Linked DNA regions of Gossypium hirsutum: region 2 is linked to region 1. A link is a contact called in public Hi-C data. All regions are on one chromosome and are shown on one strand. The core of a region is the stretch at or near the end of the contact, and the rest is flanking DNA. Distances in the headings are between cores, read along the strand shown. Region 1 has its middle 36 kb from the start of LOC107919889. Region 2 has its middle 5.8 kb from the start of LOC107918373.

Region 1 (3,515 bases), core at 616-3,115:
CATTTTTAGCCACATGCCACACTGTGTTGCGACACGTGAGGACTTTAATTGAAAAACTAGGGGTCGTTATTTTTTACAATTTTTATAAAAAAAAGTTCTAATTTTTAATAAATCTTAAATTTTTTTAATTTTTATTAAAATTTAATAATTTTTCTAAAATTTATTATTTTTTTATCTTTTATAATTTTTTTCTAATTTTTAATAAGAGCAGGGGCTTAATTGCTATTTTGAAAAATTTTGAGGGTCTTTTTGATGCACTTTGAAAGTTCAAGTACCCAATTGAGTGAAAAAAAATAGGGGCTTAATTGCTTTTTATTTTGAAGAAGTTTAAGGGCCTTTTTGATACATGTTGAAAGTTCAAGTGCTCAATTGAGTGCAAGAAAAAAAAGGGACTTAATTATTATTATTTTTAAAATTTGAAGACTTTTTACCCCTAAAATCTTTTAATTATGCCTTTTTGAGTTATGGAATGCAATAGGGATAGAATTGGATTGTCCCTAATGGAATTTATGTTTAACTAATACCATATTTAATTGAGTTTTTAAATAGAAAGTATACATAAGTTTTACAAAACTATTTAATTAACGTATCGAAACTTACACAAAACTTTACATATTAATTATGCCCTCTACCTAATATGTTTTCTAACTTAAAACTTTTTTTTAATTATTATATAATTTGATATAAAATTTAAAATCAATGCAACTGTAATTATTTAGTATTAGGAATATAAATAATTCCATCCCTTCATATATGTACACCCACATTAAGTCAAATGCAAGAGACACAAAAGAGCATCCATAACTTTTTTTATTCATTGTTGATCCAAAAAAGCCTTTTGAACAGTAGAGACCCGGTGGCATGGATTGACGCTTGGATGGATTTGTTTCTTTTGGGGTTCACTCTAAGGCTAAACCAGGTTACAAGTAAAAGTGATATGGAAATAATAAACTCATATAATGAAATCCACCATACATCAATCAAGCTTTTTGATGAAGCTAGTAAAGAAGGGGATCTGCAATTCAATTTAGACCGCTTATTTGGAGAATCTTTTCTTTTCCTAAGTGCTTCTATAATTTGGTAGGATCTTTCTTCTTCTCTATTATGTTAATTATTGGTTTTATTTTGGGACCATATACCCCCTCCTGCATGCTCCACGTCTTTTCCTTTAGCAACTCTCAACTTTTTTTCGAAAATTTACCTATATTCTTTGTTTTATAACTAATGCATTATTGATCGACACACAACCCTTTTGCTTTTATTTTTAACCTCTCTCCTATATACATACAATTCTCAAATATTAATCTTAATACTTCATAACTCATTAGTATATTTGGATTAAAATAGACATATCTTTATCAATCAAAAGACACTCGAATATGGACTTGGATAAAAATTTTAAAAGTTTTTGACTAATAATTACCTATGAACACTTTTAGTGAGGCAATAGACTAAGTATAAGATATATGGGGGGGGGCCTTCTTCGCTTCCATTATCAATATTTGCTATTCATCTTTGGGTAATTGAGAAATATCATAGATATAATCATTAAACTCAAATTCTCATTATTGTTGATAATCATAAGAAAATTTACAAGGCTCTAGATTAGGATATGATTATCTATAATCATCCATCCCTATCTTCCTATATATGCTAAAAAAATGGTTGGATTATAATTTGTTGTGCGAAGCAACAAACAGAGAAAAGATTTGGCCTATAAGATGTGACCATGGAGGTAGAGAGGAGAACTTTATAGGCACGCTTAACGCTTCCCTCATCAAATTAACTTTACATGTATATATGATCATACTTCATAAGAAAGAATAGTTCAATGGTCACATCAAAATTCAAAGGCAATGATGCACACCTGTCGATGAGCTGTTTTGGGTGTCCCAAATTATTGTGAGGGTACCATGCATCTCAACTTTCTTCTTACGTACAACCATTTACTTGTCCTTTTATCTATATCAAAAATTTCGGTTAGATCAATAAAGGTTTTAATTGTACTCTCTACTCTTTTATTGTTTGTGGGTATTATTATTATTTAAGAACTAATAGTAGTGCCTTTTTTTTTACCATATAATAGCGAAATTCGGGTTGTTTTTTTTAAATAACTCTAATTCATTAATTAATTAACTTAAATGAAAAATAATATACGAAAATAACTTGAAATCTATAGTGGTTGTCGGTGCCACCTGACACACCGGTGGCACCACCCTCTCATCATTAGTCAATCATCGACTTTTAAAAAAAAATATTTTTTGAGGATGCTGCCATTGTGTCAGGTAGTATCAGTATGTATTTTTCAAAATACCCATTAAAAATACGTATATTTTGGGAGGAAAAAACAATAATTTTTTAATGGGTGGTGTTGGTCTGCTGGTAGCACTTGTGACAACCGAGAAAAAAAATTTGGGGTGCCATCAATCTGTTAGGCGACACCTGTGTCGGTAAAATTTTTTTTAGGTGCCACTGATGTGTCAAGTGGCATCGATGTTAGATTTTAAAAAATATTTTTTCTTGTGTTGTCAGTGTGTCAGGCAACACCTTTGTCAGATTTAAAAAATGTTTTTTTTTGTATCGTCTGTGTGTCAAGTGGCACCAGTGATCCTGTGACGCCGTCAGGCAACACCACCCGATATATACCCCTACTAGTCCATCCAAAATATTTGATGAGTTTTTGGTTTTGTTGAATTTTTTTTATCTGTTCAAGAGAAAAAATAAGGAAATATTTGTGTTTAGAAGAAGAGAAAATAGATATTGTATCAAATACAAATAATCAATTCTTCGTATACGTTCATTTCGAGGGAGTAATTTTACAAGCACCAGTTGGTTGTGTACTTGAATCTCGCTAGAAAATAGGAATGAGGTTTAATAAGAATGTAAAAGTCGAAGAAATGAAACAAAAAATTAGTACCAAAATAGCTCTTCGTTGTGGAAGGATGATGTCCAAACTATTCTACAAATTTCCAGTTTTCTCAAATTCGTGCAAATGTGCGGAGATGGAACTTTTAAATGATGAAGACGTGGGCATTATAATTGCAATTTATTGCTCGACTGGAACGTAAATGCTGAACCAATTGAGTTGTTTGCTGAGTTAGCCAATGTAGAGCCCATTCAAAATGTCACTCCATTAAGTCAACAATATGGGTTTGACTTTAACCTTAATGTTGGATGGGCAAAACAGTAGGTTATAGAGGGACATCGACATGGGCCAAAAATCCACACTATGGTGGGATTGCGTATAACAACCCTATTTCGGGTCCTCATTTAGAGATACATTTAGAGGTGATGGAATGTTGAAAAAGGACTCAATAATGATGATCATTCTCATCACGAGGGTGAAGATTTTAGTGACTCCGATTTGGATGAGGTCCCGGATGATATCGTCGATGAAGGCGTGGAGAAGGGTGAAGATGTACACCTTTTTTTTTCTTCCTTAATACCCATATTTTTAACTTGTATTTTGAAAAATACATATTGGTGCCGCTTAACAAAGTGGCAGCACAAAATTT
Region 2 (3,515 bases), core at 444-2,943, 59 kb after region 1:
AGAAAGTTGTTCGCATACTAAAAACTGATTCTAATTCTGAAATGATTGGATTGGTTGGATTAAAATTAAATAAAATGAGCAAGTATTCGATTGACACTTCTAGTCGACTCTAGACATAGAGTCACGATCATACAGAAGGAACCCATGCAAGATATCTAAAAAGCCTTTAGACAAGGGCAAGGTAACTTGAGGTTTTGCTTGCGCGAGAGGTAGGCCATTTTAGAACTCTTCTATGCAGTAAAGTAGATTCGATTTTGCCAAGGCATTATTGATAGTAAGGGTCGATTCTGCGTAATCCCGACCTTCCGACTCAACATCACTCTATCTTTATTATTTTTCGTAGTATATTTGTCACAGCATATTTAGTTGTCTATTTCTTTGTTTACAGCCTATTCGGATAATCACTCTTGTTATTACCAATACATTTCTGCTTTCACTTTTGTCATAGCATTTCTAGTTATTCATTAATACCACGTATTGCTTACATCATTACTCCACTAATTGTCAGTGCATATTTATGATTGACTTTTGCCATAGCATTAATTGCATTTTATTATAATAACTTGATCACTTTTGTGCCTCAATCCAATCATCGTGGGAACGATACTCACTCATCACTTTATTACTTGAACCGACGTGTATACTTGCACAAATTATCATTTCACACGCGACATAGCTCATCTTGTATAAATAATAGGGCTCGGTCCTTACAGATTGTTAGAGTTCTTTCTCCATAAAAATAAGTAGACATTTTTGCTTTCATTTGCTATTCTTGCTGTTGTTCGATTCTTACAGTTAATAAAGATAAGGTTGCTGGTTTTGCTGTGGTAGCTAGGAATGGAAATGCTGAAATGTCTAGGGTAGGCTCGGCTTTGGAAATTGCAGCAAAAGCCATGAAAAAAGGAGTTCAACTTACTATGAGTAATAATTTTCCTAGAGTAATTTTGGAGACTAGTTCTTAGATTTCGTATAAAGAGGTTGTCTTGAATAATGAGTTCCAGGAATTGGAGAATTTTTACTTATATGCAAGATATTAAGATGATGAGTAAAAAATTGATTCTCTTATTTGTTAACAAAGTGTAGGAAGCTAATTTGGCAACAGATTGGCTGGTTAAGCAGTTGAAGAAAGGGACGAGTCTTGGTGATTGGGTCAATAAGCCCCATCCTTTCTTGTGCAAATCTCAACCTTATCATCAAGCCAAGGCTTATTTAGATACAATTTGCAAATATTATCTATAAAAAAGCTAATAAAAATATTCGCAAAATTGTACAGAATTGGATTCATTGCAATAATTTAATTACTATTATTGTAAAAATATATATACTATAAAAACCGTCAAACCTTTAGCTTTTTTAGTAATATAAAAAAGTCATATATTGGTTGAGGATTGAGGTATCAAAATAAATGAGGAATCATATTCCGTCTAGCCGACTTTTGAATTAATTTAATTGATAACTATTCAACTCTTCAATAATCCATCAATTATCTAATTGAATTAGGTTTAGATTGCATTTTAAAAAAAAAAATCGTTATTTTTTGGTAATGAAAAAAATAGTAATATATGTCTATTTTGAAAGATAATGGGAAATAAATTAATTTTTGTGATATTTAAGAAAATAGACCTCTCTCTAAAATTGATCTAAATCTTTATTTTTATTTTTTTTAATTTTACCTGAAAAAATCGTAATTAAGACATGATTCTACTTCAAACTGTGCTTCTAACCATTGAGAAATAAAGTAAGTAAATAACTAAAAGAAAAAAGAAAAAAATAATTGAACGGACATAAATTATTCAAAGAATGCTATGAATCTGGGTTTTTCCTTTTTTTCACAATTATTAGTTAAGTGCATGAAAGTAAAGAATTTAGAGGAAAATGATGTGAAGAAACAAATAATGGGAGGGACAGCGAAAGCTACGAATGAGAGAAGGCCACGTAATCTGATAAGGAAAGAGGCGTTCCCACGCATCCACGCGTTCAAATCCAACTGTTCAAGTGGAGGCTGCCCTTCTACCACGTGTGATTTTCTTCCAATTTTCGAGCTCACATTTTTAATTAATAAAAATGCCGACTCACAGTATTTTTCCAAAAAAAAAAAAAGAAAAAGGAATCTTTGATGTTTTAATAGAATTGAAGTTAAGAAGTGGGTCTTTCCTTATCTTCCACCTAGGATGTTCATTTTAATAAATAATTCACACACAAAAATCTATTGAGTGTGACTCAATGGTCAACTACGATCATTGATTGCCTTTCCTTCTTTACCTTTTTCTTCCCGTCATTTTTTTCTTGTTTTTATATGACCAAAAAGGATACAGTATTTTTGACCCACATATCAAATGTTCTACTTCCAAATTTATGATCTTTTTAAATTTCAAATTTACTTATAAATCAACTAGCACATGCTGTGGCATATTATTTTTTGTTAACATCTCTTAGAATATTGATTTGTGTGGGTGGAGTCATTAAAGATTATGTTTATGTTTATCCTTTCCTTTTTCATCCTTGTTTTAATATATTTAAAACATGGTTGAATGTTGTTGTTTTTTTAAGTTTCTGTTGAATAATTAATTCAATTCAATCACAATTCCATTTTAATATATCATTTTGTCTAACTTCTAATTTATGAAAATATGCATATGCATCTGCTATGCAATTTTTAGTTTCACTCATGAAAATTCAGCATATTTCATAAATATGGTCAATTATTTATCTCTTCAAAGAGCATCCGTAATAAAAGATTAGTTAATAAAGCAATCGCTATTATAGTAGATACCTTAATTTTAACCAAACAAAAGTTAACATGCATTTATCAAAAAACTAGATTACTGTCCAATTCATTAAATAAAGATAACAAGATTCATATTCTTTTTGAATTTTTTTTTTATATTTGTCTATACAATACGCTTATTTCTATTCATGATCTCTCAAATTTTTAAATCGAAAGAAAAAAAAACATGTTTGAACACACGTCATCCTTATTATTGTAATAATAATGTGTTAACTAAATTAAGGTTCAATCTTTTAATATTTTTATACTTAAAAAAGAAAGGTAAATATGTGTTTTTAATTTTTATTCCACAAAATAATATTTTCAATTGTGTCTTTATTCTACAAAAGAAAGGTAAATATGTCCTTATTATTGTAATAATATTTTCAATATTTTCAAGGGGTTCTGCGTACAATGGGTTGCCCGTCTGTTGTTCAAACTGAATTGTGGGGTGCGTATGAAGGTTTGGCTTTGGATTATGGATTTCATAAGGTTATTTTCCCTTTGTTACAACATACTAAGGTGGTGTGAGTGTTGTGGCAGCTTAAGTGTAAAAGTTGGGAGGTAGTGATTAAGCACGTGTTTGAAGAAGGAAATCAATATACAAATTAGTTAACAAAAGTAGCGATAGATATGTCTTTTGAGTAACACAACTGTGCTCAATTAGTATTTAGGCCGGTGCGAACTTTTTTTTTTTTACCAAAAAATCTCAATCAAATTTGGATCGGAACAACATTTTTCTGGCCTT

Evidence for each region. Hi-C and Micro-C count contacts between places; a contact is called where the count stands out from the background.
Region 2: a contact with region 1 is called in a Hi-C map of callus, with 2.2 times the contacts expected there. The contact joins two enhancer-like sites. A contact is called at or near these places in 3 of 34 Hi-C or Micro-C datasets (callus, hypocotyl and petal).

Annotation. Positions count from the first base shown.
Region 1 is chrD13:53,367,821-53,371,335 of Gossypium_hirsutum_v2.1, forward strand. No RefSeq gene overlaps it. Among protein-coding and RNA genes, the nearest start is that of LOC107919889, 36 kb to the left of the region's middle. Within about 2 kb of position 1,866, at least 3 of the 9 cell types and tissues checked have an H3K27ac peak or open chromatin away from gene starts, as enhancers often do.
Region 2 is chrD13:53,427,303-53,430,817 of Gossypium_hirsutum_v2.1, forward strand. No RefSeq gene overlaps it. Among protein-coding and RNA genes, the nearest start is that of LOC107918373, 5.8 kb to the right of the region's middle. Within about 2 kb of position 1,694, at least 6 of the 9 cell types and tissues checked have an H3K27ac peak or open chromatin away from gene starts, as enhancers often do.